2 separate regions of the Capra hircus genome follow, and region 1 is linked to region 2. The links are chromatin contacts, called in public Hi-C maps. All regions are on one chromosome and are shown on one strand. The core of a region is the stretch at or near the end of the contact, and the rest is flanking DNA. Distances in the headings are between cores, read along the strand shown.

Evidence for each region. A called contact is a pair of places that touch in the nucleus more often than the background predicts.
Region 1: a Hi-C map of blood shows a contact between it and region 2, with 2.8 times the contacts expected there. The contact joins two enhancer-like sites. A contact is called at or near these places in 3 of 5 Hi-C or Micro-C datasets (blood and liver).

What each region holds. Positions count from the first base shown.
Region 1 is chr11:46,939,355-46,945,754 of ARS1.2, reverse strand. No RefSeq gene overlaps it. Among named protein-coding and RNA genes, the nearest start is that of RPIA, 49 kb to the left of the region's middle. Within about 2 kb of position 2,119, at least 1 of the 5 cell types and tissues checked has an H3K27ac peak or open chromatin away from gene starts, as enhancers often do.
Region 2 is chr11:46,786,341-46,792,409 of ARS1.2, reverse strand. No RefSeq gene overlaps it. Among named protein-coding and RNA genes, the nearest start is that of PAX8, 150 kb to the right of the region's middle. Within about 2 kb of position 1,644, at least 1 of the 5 cell types and tissues checked has an H3K27ac peak or open chromatin away from gene starts, as enhancers often do.

The sequences.
Region 1 (6,400 bases), core at 870-3,369, 150 kb before region 2:
CCCAGTGTTGGAAGGTGAAGTCTTAACCACTGGACCACTGGGGAAGTACTATTTTCTAAACCTAATTTTCCAGCCTTGCGATCCATTTTGGAGATGTATTGTATCCTTTAAATAAATCCCATTTCTGCCTAATTTAGCCAGAACCAATTTCTGTTGTTTGCATCTAAGAACCTTGACTGATACCTCAGTCAATAAGAGAATCATTACGGACTGGACAGTAAATGGTAAAGTAGATAATTTACAAAAGAGTAAATGCATGTGGCTAATGAACACCAGAAAAAGTTCTATTTCACTAACAATGAAAACAAAACACATCTAAATTAAAACAATAGCTAGCAGATGCCTTTTTTGGTCTATAAAATTAGCAAATAATCTAATCAGTGTTGTAGAGGGCAAGGTGAGACAAGCTCTATTTAGACCTCTGGTAGGACTGTAAATTGGTCTAATCTTTCTGGGGATTTGGAGGCAATACTTACCAAGAATCTTCAATTGAATCAATCTTTTTCAGTTACATCCAGGAATCGAATCTGATCAAGTACTTAGAAATGTAGATAGGGGGCACCTCTCTGGTGGTCCAGTGGTTAAGAGTCCACCTTGGACTGCAGGGGACTCTAGTTTGATCCCTAGTCAGGGAACTAAGACCCCCCATGCTGAGGGGCAACTAGACTTGCACACCACGACTACTGAGCCCGCTTGCCATAACTAGAGAATCCTCATACCACAACAAAATGTCCCCACATGATGTAACAAATATCCTGCATTCCACAACTAAGAGGTCACCTGATGCAACCAAAAAACCCAAAAACCAACGCTCCTCCCCCGCAAAAAATCCAGTTCTGAATGTTTAGAGAAAAAAAGAAATGTAGATAAAAATTTATTTACAATGATGTTCATACCAATGTTGCAATCTAGCAAACATTACAAATTTGAACAACACAAATCCAGTAAGGTGTCATGTCATGAGACATTATGCAGCAAATAAAGATTTTCAAAGAACAAAAGACACTGAAAAACCTTTATAGAATAATATTGAGTGACAAATTAACCGAAAAGCATAGGTGTGAGTGACATATGTCAGTCCTAGTCAGGAAAGTAAAGGGCATTTTCTTGCCACTCTAGGCATTTCAAGCAAAGGGAATTTATTATGGGAAATGATTCACAGGAAGTGGAAGGGCAGAGAAGCAATCCTTGTGTTGAATTGACCCAGAGATGAGTGACAGCCACAAGCCACTGCACTCCCAGGGCAGGAAAAGGTGACGTCATCAGAACCCAGAAACTGGGCACTTGGTGGAAGCTAGGACCACAAGGGAGATGTAGCCACTGCTGGAAAATTCCTCCCCAAAGCAGAGGGGAACTAAAGCTTTGCTTTAAGCTTTCTTCCCACCCTAACCTTTAGCCAGAGCCTCCCATCAGCCGACTAACCAATGGCGCCAAGGGCAGAAATGCATCTGCCAGTAGGTGGAGCATGATCTCGACCAATAGAAAATTATGCATATTAAATAGTGTTGAAAGTAATAGTTATTTTGCTGATGGGATCATATGTGACTTTCATTTTCATGTGTTTTTCTGTATTTATTTATTTTTGGCCATGCTGTGTGGCTTACAGGATTAATTCCCCAACCAGAGATTGAACCCCAAGCCCTTGATAGTGGTCCTAATCACTGGACCGCCAGGGAATTCCAGTGTTTTTCTGTATTTGCCGAAGAATCCAAACAATATTACTAAACTAAAAAAAAATGGTGAGTATGCGCAGGGGATATGTCAAATATTTTACAAAGGTTATACATATATAAGGATGGATGTGACGCAGTCAGACAATGGAGTTTTAGATACGGAGTCTCTTTCGTTCATCTCCAGGCTTTAGGGAGTCAGCCTCCAAGCCCTGGGGCTTCCCAGGTGGCTCAGTGGTAAAGAATCTGCCTGCCATCCCTGGGTCGGGTAGAGCCCCTGGAGGAGGAAATGGCAACCCACTCCAGTATTCTTGCCTGGAAAATCCCCAGGACAGAGGAGGCTACAGTCCATGGGGTTGCCAAGAGCTGGGTGTTGTCTCTTCACGATAGCCAGCAGAGGGCTCTCCAGCCCCGCACACCAGGCTTGCTCTGCCTGCTGGCTGGCCGACTGGGATTCGCGGTGGCCCTTGCTGAGTGGGACCCAAGGGGCGAGCTTGCCCTGTTGACTATCCCTGGCCCCAGCAGGTTTGTCTTTGGCGTTCCCCATCTCAGAACTGCCCCTCCCTTCTATTTTAGACAAGTTATTGCCAGGATTCAAGAGAAAGACAAGGCATGCACCATTGGAACTGGAGGGTCTTTGATTTTTCTTTTGGGGTGTTTGACACGTGTGTCCACTGAAGCTTGAGCCCCACTGTACTGATAATGCAGGGCCTACAGAGACTTTCCCGGATGTGCCAGTGGTCAGAGTTCTCGGTCCTAGATGTCATGTAATAGTAAATGCTGTTTGAATCAGCCTTTCCTTGAATCCTTATCTCAAATTGCTGTGTGCAAATCTCTGTATTGTGCAGTTTCTGCTGGTTCTTCAAACCATCTCACCCAAAGTGACTGATGCTAGTAGACCAACTTGGGCAAACTAACCAGCCAAGGGTCAGAAGTAGTTTGAGCTGCATTAGTGAGTGGCAGGGGACTATTTTTTTTGCAGTCAAGACAAGAAAGATACCTCTGTTCATCTAACCCTTACCTCCATCTGTTCCCCTGGATGCACAGAGCTTTCCCATGGCTGGAAGTGCAGGCTAGGCTGGGTTGAGCTGGAATTCCCACCTCACCAAAACTCCTCCATGACCTCTTCAGGCAGACTGTCTTCCCTGGACAGCTACATACAAGTCCCTAGGGGTCACAGGAGATTGCTCTAGGGAGCGGGGAAGCTTGACTGGGGGAGAAAGAGCCAAACTCTGAATAGTTGACACTGTAAAATGTAGCAGATCTCTGGTACAGAAGGCACCTGCAGCCCCATTGAGGAGCCACTCTGGGCTGCCACCAGGCCTCCCACAGTGAGTGCTGCCAACCTGGTGCCCGTGCAGAAACTCTGGGGTAAGGGCTGGGCCCTGGGTCTCACCCAGGCTGTGTGTGTGTGTGTGTAGGGGTGGGTGGGTGGGTTTGGAGACTCCAGAGGAAGCCCAGGGAGGTGGAAACATAATTTCATATCATTCCAGGTAGTTGGTCTTTTCCAATTTACTTACTTTTCCAACTTACTCCCCAGCTGAGAGAGTGTGCTTTCATTTGTGTGGTTTTCTTTCCCTCACTGAGTATAATAGAATGCTTTACAACTTTATGCTTTTCTGATTTGGGAAACGAGTAAGGAAAAGATTGAAAACTAAATGTTCAACTAAAATTAAGTTTCAAGTTGATTTACAGTATGTTAGTTTCAGATGTACAGCAAGTGTGTATACATATATGTATATATATTATTTTTCAAATTATTTTCCCTTATAGGTAGATGCAATTTTAATTGGAGAAAATAAGCATAGTTTCATCAAAGTAGACTATTTTAAGCATGAAAAGTTAAGTCTCTGAATAAGCATGAACCAAGGCTGCTAACACTTGTAAGTGTGGACCTGGAATTTTTTTTCTTTAACTTTTTATTTTGTATTGGGGTATAGTCAGTTAACAAAGTTGTGATAGTTTCACATGAACAGTGAAGGGACTCAGCCATACATATACATGTATCCATTCTCCCCCAAATACCCTTCGATATGGGAAATTCTGGAGGTACTTTGCAGAGCTGAGAGTTGGGCCCTTTGGGCTGATGGCTTAAATCAGCTTCTTTCCTTCAAGTATAATTTCTTGGGTTTTATTTAGTGCATACTTATTTTTTATTGAGATATAATTCACATACAGTAAAATTCACTACAATGAATTCATCTTCCTAAAATTGATGGTTATTATGTGAGATGTGGCCATAAGTAGCTTTACATTTAAGTTTAAAAGTTTTGAGGAGAAAAGAGGACTCCTTCTTTCTCTAAGTAATCTCATTGACTTTTGTTTTCAATTATGGCAAGTACTTGTTAATTATAATTTTTTATATGTTTCTATATTTTTTTCTTTTTGAAATTTGAAGTGTAGTGATTTACAATGTTTCAGGCAAATAGCACACTAGTTCAGTTATACACATATACATATATATATTCTTTTTCACATTTTTTCCCATTAGAAGGTATTACAAAATATTGAATCTAGTTCCCTGTGTTTTACAGTTGGTCCTTGCTTGTTTTATGTATAGTAATGTATAGTATTTGTTAATCCCAAATTCCTAATTTATTCCTCCCCTCTCATTAAGTATAAATTCATTTAATGGGATAAAATATATTTTCTGCATGCCTCTTTCTATAGGAACCTCAGCGGATCATCTCATTCATGTATATCAGATATAAACAACAGCAACGAATTGCTATTGTTGTTTAGTCACCCAGTCATGTCTGACCCTTTGCAACCTCATAGACTACAGCACGCCAGGCCTCCCTGTCCCTCACCATCTCCTGGAGTTTGCCCAAGTTCATGTTCATTGCATCAGTGGTGATGTCCAGCCATCTGGACAGCAATGAATAAACGACCCCAAATATTTATCCAAATAAGAGACTGAATTCTAGAACTTATTTTTGGAATACTTTTCTGAAATTAAATAATTAACACTTTGATAACTTGAATTTTTATAGTAAGGACAATTCTAAAAGAATTTCAAAAGTTTTGGTTTTGGAAGTAGAAGTATTACTTTATATGGAGAGGTTATACAGTGTGTAACTCTAAGTCTCGCTTCTTGCTATGACTTTTCTAACTTTTCAGGTTTTGGTTTCAGTCCACTTTTATTTAAAAATGTACTTTAGAGCTAAAACACTTTGTTAAAAATTTCTTAATCTGGGGAACATGGAGTGGTAAATAGAGATTTGCTTTCCATGATTTTTCTTCTGTACTGTATGAACGTTTTACCAAGTTCATGGATTACTTTTCCAACAATTAAATGGAAACATTTTCAGTAAAATATTCAATGCCTTTCAGTGTTTTTCATTAACCTATTTTTTCCTTTTTAAGTACTTTCCAGAGTGGAACTAGGCAAATGAATGTGAGAAGTTAGGGAGAAGAGACTTAATTGACTAAAGCAATTTATTTTAGACAATTGTCTAAATGTAAAGTATTTTCAGTTTTCAATCCAGAATGGCTGAACTTATCTTTATTGTTCATGTGTCACTTGATAATAAAAGATAATTTTGGATTCTGAAAAGTATTTCTGTAATTGGTAGAATTTAACCTTTCAAATCACTTAGTTCAAACTGTTAGGAAGCAGTAAGCTCCCGTGTTTGTCAGGTTAAATAATGGTGCCTTATTTCTCTAGGAAGGGTCTCCATGGCTGGAGAATGATCTGCCCAGGGCCTCTAACAGAGCTGTGCTCAAGAGGGATTGTGTGTGTGTATGCTCTCAGTTGATCAGTTGTGTCTGACTCTTTGTGCCCCAGTGGACTATAGCCTGCCAGGCTTCTCTGTCCTCGGAATTCTCCAGGCCAGAATACTGAAGTGGGTTACCATTTCCTTCTTCAGGGGATCTTCCAGACCCAGGGATTGAACCCATATCTTACGTGTCTCCGACAGTGGCAGGTGGATTCTTTACCACTGAGCCACCTTGGAAGCCCTTTGATCTATCTAAATTGGAAAATGAAACAATGGTTTAATTCTGACTTCCACTGTGCAATCTTAGCAATGTTTTCCCTGTCCTAAATGTTACTTATTGGAAAATGATACTCTGATAACAAAAACTTAGAAGGAAGAAAGTTAATAAATTTTCACTCTAATAGAACAGCTTAATGTTTTGTCTATGTTTTCTTTTCCAGCCTTGCTTGTAGGCACATGCATTTTTACATAGAACAAATTGTTCATTTGATTGGGCTTCTCTGGTGGCTCAGATGGTAAAGAATCTGCCTGCCAATGCAGGGGACCAGAATTTGATCCCTGAGTCAGGAAAATCCCCTGGAGAAGGGAATGGCTACCCACTCCAGTATTCTTGTCTGGAGAATTCCATGGATAGAGGAGCCTAGAGTGCTACAGTCCATGGGGTCACAAAAAGTCAGACACGATTGAGTAACTAACCCACTATACTAGGTTGATATTAATCTTATCTAATCATCAGAATCACAGAAGAACAGACAAAAAGAAAAATGCCCTAGTTCAGAAATCACAGGAACCCCTTACAATGGTGAAGCCCTTTATAGTTTATAAAACTCTTGTACACTCAGAAGTATGAATATATAAAATCAAATTTACTTGCTATTTTATGAAATAGTTTCTTAATTGGCCAACATTTTCCCCCTTTATAGTACTACCATAATCTTTTGTGAGATTCTGAAGTGACATTTGCTTTACCAAAGAAATAAAATTACTAGAGAAAGGAAACCAGATCTACTG
Region 2 (6,069 bases), core at 395-2,894:
AGCATTGGCCTCACAGGAGTGAACTTCTCATCTACTTAGTCACTTTTGGCCAGAAGCCAGGGATCCCCAAAGTCCAAGTGCACTTTGAAGTACTAGCAGTCCCATTTTTCAGTGCTTCCAGAAATTTGCATATTTATCCTTCTAGAGCAAGGCTGATCAATCAGAGAATAAGAGTCAGATATTAAAAATAAATACATGAATAAAAAATAAATGCTCTCCCTAGGAATACTTATCCTAGTCAATTAGGAATACTTTCCCCCCACAGATTGGCTGTCTCTTCTGGAATCCTTACAGCCTTATGTGAAGTCTGAAGCTGTTTATTAGAATGTTTAGAAATCTATTATTCCAGGTAATAGCACCAAATATTTTATTATATTATAAACATAAAGAGGAATCACCTCTTGGCCTTTTGGCTAAGATCAAGTGTGTAAATAAAAGAGGAAACATCTTTGATTCTATTGTGTTTCTTTATGGGTAGGTTTCTTGTCATTATTTCTGTAAATCACAAAGTCTATGACTTGTTTGATGAAGTTAACAAGATTGTGCCTCATACGAAACAAAAATCTACTTGGAATTCAAGGGATCATTGTCAACATACCATGAATATGAATTTCACAGGATGCAAATATTTCACTTTTAACATTAGAAAACTTGTTTCCACTCATGCCCTCTGGATTCCTACAGACTTAGAAATATTTTAAAGACAACATATCAATTTGATGGGAGTTTTAGATACAAGGAAAAAAAAGAAAATTCCCCTAGATGGAGCAAGTACTATATTTAGTCATATACACTAATGTTAGGATCGAATATAATCAGATTCCTCTCAGTTTAAGTTACATGACTATTTTGTGTAAACACTTATAATGCCTGTATGTGTGTCTGAGGGAGTCACAGACCCCTGTTGGACTTGGATTCATGGTATATAATATGTGCCAAACATCACTATAGCAAATAGGTACATATGCATCTGCATATAGATTCTATAGGACTATTTTTCATAAATCAGTAACTTGCACATGTGGCTGCATTTGAGAAATGCTCTGAGCAGATGAAGGTACCTAGAGGAGCTAGGGCAGCCCAGCCTCACCCATCTGCTCTCCTGGTTGGTTTATGTTCGGGTGTGTAATACTGTGGGAGGTCTACTGTTTTCCTGTTTACACTAATAAGCTGCAAAATCGTCAGCCTCCAGGCTGCTGGTGGTGAAGGCGTAATCTGTCCCAGATCCACTGCCACTGAACCGGGATGGGACCCCTGTGTGCACACTGGTTGTGTCACAGAAGAGGAACTCAGGAGCTTTCCCTGGTTTCTCTTGATACCACTGTAAATTATTTCTAACACTCTGACTGGCCTGACAAGTGATGGAGACTCTGTCTCCTAGAGATGCAGACAGGGAGGATAGAGACTGAATCATCTGGAGGTCACACCTGGCAGCTGAGACTGGAAACACAAAAACATATCTCCACAAGATTAACCAAGTTATAAGAGGACTTCCCTGAAGGGCCAGGCGGTACTGACCACACTGGGCTGCACAGTCCCCCAGTGCTCTCCCTCCTCTCCTGGGAGCCAGAGCAGCAGGAGACCAAGGAGCTGCCGGGGGGCCCTCATGTTCACCGTGCGTCCTGACCTGGACGCGGACTCCCGCCCAGGCTGTGACCAGACTATGAGGAAGTGTCCAGGGCAGTGGGCTGTGCTCTGGAAACATGTAAATCAGCAGGGCGTGGCAGGGCTGGACGAGGCTGCAGGGCTGGCTGACCTCAGTAACAGCTCAGGGGCTGGGAGTGCCCGGGTCTGGGTCCCACAGGCAGCACACGCTTGCCTCAGAGAGTTACTTCCCCTTGGGGATCACAGGACACACTCAGTCTACTCCCCTGTGAGTACAGGGTTCTTTTGATTTCTTCAGGATCCATGTCATGCTTTCTTGGTCTCTCTCCTTCTAAGACAGGGTCTGGATCAGGTACGACACTCAAAGGAATTAAACAGGCTCCTTTTATTTGATGCCAGTGAATATTATTGGAGCCACAGAGGCTTCCTCTTGCTGGATTCCTTGATATTCTTGGTGGGAGAAATTGTCATCACCACCGGCCAGAGAGGCAATGAGGGAGAAGAACAGTAAAATGTGTGTGTCACGATTGGTCAGTAAGCGCCCAGATTCCAAGCATCTCCATTGCTCCCTGTTATCCCAGCTGAGCACTGTGACTTCCATACTAACTGCTCTGTCCCAGCATGTCCTCCAAGGCCACCAAGGCAGGGACTTAGTCCCTCCATACCTGACAATTTTCAGCTATATTCTAACTCTGAATGCCTTTATACACATCCATGCTATGTGTGTCCTAACCTCCTTGAATGACGGTTCATGTCTTTCTTTCCCTTTAACCCAAGCTACTGCCTTCAGGGGGGCTTCCCTGCTGGGTCAGCGGTTAAAGCTTCTGCCTGCAATGTGGGAGACCTGGGTTCAATCCCTGGGTCAGGAAGATCCACTGGAGAAGGAAATGGCAGCCCACTCCAGTATTCTTGCCTAGAGAATCCCATGGGTGGAGGAGCTATGGTCCTCTCCCGGCCAATGACTGATTTTATGTCCCCGAATCCATTTGTTTCCAGCTCTGCATGTTTCCCCCACCCCCACGTCCTAAGAGCTGGCAGTTCTCAGGGCAGGTGCAGGGTGATGGGGCTCAAGAAGTGGGAGGAAGACAACCTTGGAGGAAGGAAGATGGAAGCCTTGCACACGAGACTGGAGCCATGAAGTGTGGACCGGGCATGGACACAGGCCTGCGGGAGCCCAGGATGGGATGTTGCAGCAAAAGTGGTGGGTGTCCATCCTGGGGGTGGAGCCACTGCTGGGCCAGAGCAGGAAGCCATTCATATACCCAGTGACGCCAGTCCTGGTTATCTCACCCGCAGTCACTGATTCTTTCTCCAGTTAGAAAGAACGTAGCTGGGGTTGGAGTCTGACCAGGAAGAACTCAAAAGCCAGGATCAGCCCAAATACAGGAAGATCAGTGCTCTCCAAAGTAGGATGAAGACCGAGGCCACATCCCCTGGAGTCGCTGTGAGCTGCAGAGAGGACAGGCAGGAGGAAATGGTGGATGAAGATGAAACTACCTCTGCCATCAGTGTCACGAGACCAGGGAGTCCCCAAACCCTCCTGTTCTGGCTGCAAAGACAGAGGAGCTGTGTCTACAACACGCAGTGGGAAGCCAGTCTGCTCACGGTGGTTTTTGTGTTTTCTGGGTCCTTGAGGACTCGGGGATCAGTTGGTACATAGACCACTGTTAGATCAGAAAAGTGTTACTTGATAGAGTTTAGTACCTTTTATTCCCTAAAATTCCCATGAAAGCAGTACGCAGTCTCTACAGATGGTGAAAATCTTATAATGTAGAATATGGAAGGGATTTTGAAATGTATGTTAATACAACATGTAGACCATTTCTGTTACCAAATTCGCCAGTATTCTATTTGTTAGATAATGCTTGAGAGACTGTGTTTGAGTGTGTGTGTGTTCTCTCATCCTTTTTTTCTTCTGCTCCCATTCCTGAACAAAATAATATTCAAAGTTTCATCGCAAAGATTATTTACAGGTCTAATTTATGCTTCAGGTTAAGGGGTTTTAATGATTTCAATTTAAACCTTTGGAAACTTTTATGAAATTATGAACTTTCATGTCAGAACTGTGCCGAGTTAGACAATCTGGGGCCTACAATTGTTATGTTTATCCAGTTTTAAAACCTGATTTAAACAGCGATTCTTTAATATTTCCTGTGATTTGATGGTTTTGGGGTGAAATATGTTATTTTCAACTTTCTACCCATTTATATTGATTCAAGTTCAAAGAATCAAAACTTTAAAATTTTAAGTTCAAATGATCAGAAAAGTCCAGAGCTTAGGCCTTAGGAAGGCTTCACACATTTACTCATGTACCAAGCGCATGCAGGCTCCATGCACAGCAGGGCAGAAGTGGGGACTGAACAGAAGGGGGAGGCTGCTATGGCTGTGGCCAGAGTTTCTGCCACATTTTTTAGCTTCACTGTGGATTGAAATTAGATGGGAAGGACAGATTCCAAAGTTGTGGGTTGTGATTAAACGGTACCTGAGGATGTCCATGAAGTCCAGTTTCAAATCTTTAGCCAACAAGGTCAGCTTCAGCAGCTCTGGAAATATGGTCTCCTGAGATTAATCCTGCTTAGAAGAAGGTAGAGATGGGCTCTGAGGACACAACCATCTCAACGGGGCAGGGCCAACGTCACCCTTATAGCCACAGTGCACAGGACACATGGAGGGTTTCTGCACCACTCAGCATAGCTGCAGCTCTTCCCCAGGTCACACCTGAACCCATTCAAGCATTGAGGGCTTCATGTTGGAAATGGGACAGTATCATTGTTAACTTTCTCAGTATTTCCTACTGCAGTCCATGGGGTCGCTAAGAGTCGGACACGACTGAGCGACTTCACTTTCACTTTTCACTTTCATGTATTGGAGAAGGCAATGGCAACCCGCTCCAGTGTTCTTGCCTGGAGAATCCCAGGGACCGGGGAGCCTGGCGGGCTGCCGTCTCTGGAGTCGCACAGAATCGGACACAACTGAAGCGACTTAGCAGCAGCAGCAGCAGCAGCCAAGGACACTTGTTTACTGTGGTGTTTGTCTGCCATCTAGTGGCAGTGTGTGACATAATACCTTGAAAGTTTTGTCCTTGATTGCATACATGGCAAAGCAACCGAGTGAAGACATAGGATCTAACACACCTCTGGTATAGTTCGTATTCACCAACGATGCACCTGAAATTGATCACATCTCCAGTACTGGCCCATCATGGTGTTAACTGTCTTTGTCTCTGTCACAGTGTAGGCTGAGGAAACCTTGATGATCTGGACATTCTACACTGAATTCCGCCACACAAGCCTTATTGAACAATACATTAAGTAGACCTGACCAGCAAGAAATTGCTAAGACTCAGGTTGACTTGCAAAAATATATGTCTTCCATAAGGTGAAATGCAAGTCTTTTCAACATTCATGAGCCTGCTGCATTATTATGTTGGGGATCCACATGTCTAAGGCATGCTGGCTTATCCTTTTAGAGACCAACAAGCTGTATCTTGTTCCTAGGGCCACTGACAGTGAAATACAGTATTTTTGATGCTTCTGTGGAGTGTTGAGACAACACATGACCTCAATGGGTACATCACTCCATCCCACCCATCTGCTGCTGCGAGTGCTGCTCCATCGTGTGGGTGCAGGGCAGGAAAGGACTCTGCATCAGGCTCAGGCAGCTCTGTGACTGGCTCCACCATTTGGACCACATCACATGGTGAGGCTGCATCTGTGTTAGTCAACGATGCTGTGTGCACAGTCTGAAAATTGCTGATATATAGTCACATCATAGATTTCTAGGGTTCTAGTGAAAAACCATGCTGTGATCAAAAACAAAAACAGAAAAACTAGCACTGATAAAAAATCAGCTCCCAGAATGTCAAGGACCTCTATATACTAGTCTATAAAACAAGCAGCGATGTGATTGAGCTGCCTGTTAAAACCTTTGAATTTCAGATCCAACAGAGTCTCAGTATGGATGGGTCTCCGTGGCAATCTATCTTAGGCTGGAGGTGGTTCTTACAGGATTGGATCTAAGCAGACTCAGCAGGTGCACTTCATCTCAATGGACAGATCTCTCAGGTTCCCATATCACCTTATATTTGGGCTTTATGGGAGTGGTGAATCAGCTAATTCCACACGGGGAAACGAAGTGAAGAGTATCCAGGCTTTCTCCAAGGCTAAGTTGACATCATGTGTTGGTTTGAATAAAGACATATAATTCCCACACTACAGCCCAGTTAATGGCAGGTGTGAAACAAGATGTTAAGCTAGCAGGTATTTCAACAGTGCACATAGATATCATCTTAAACTGGATGGAGAAGTGGCCCAAAATAAGAGTTACAGCAATTTCAGAGTAGCTGGTTAATCAATAGAAGATTGGCAGATCAGAGATCAGCAGTCTGGGGAAAAGGAATGTAGATAAAGCCAAGGACATGGGCATGATGTAGTTGCAACTCATGTTAAATCAACGTTCTACAGA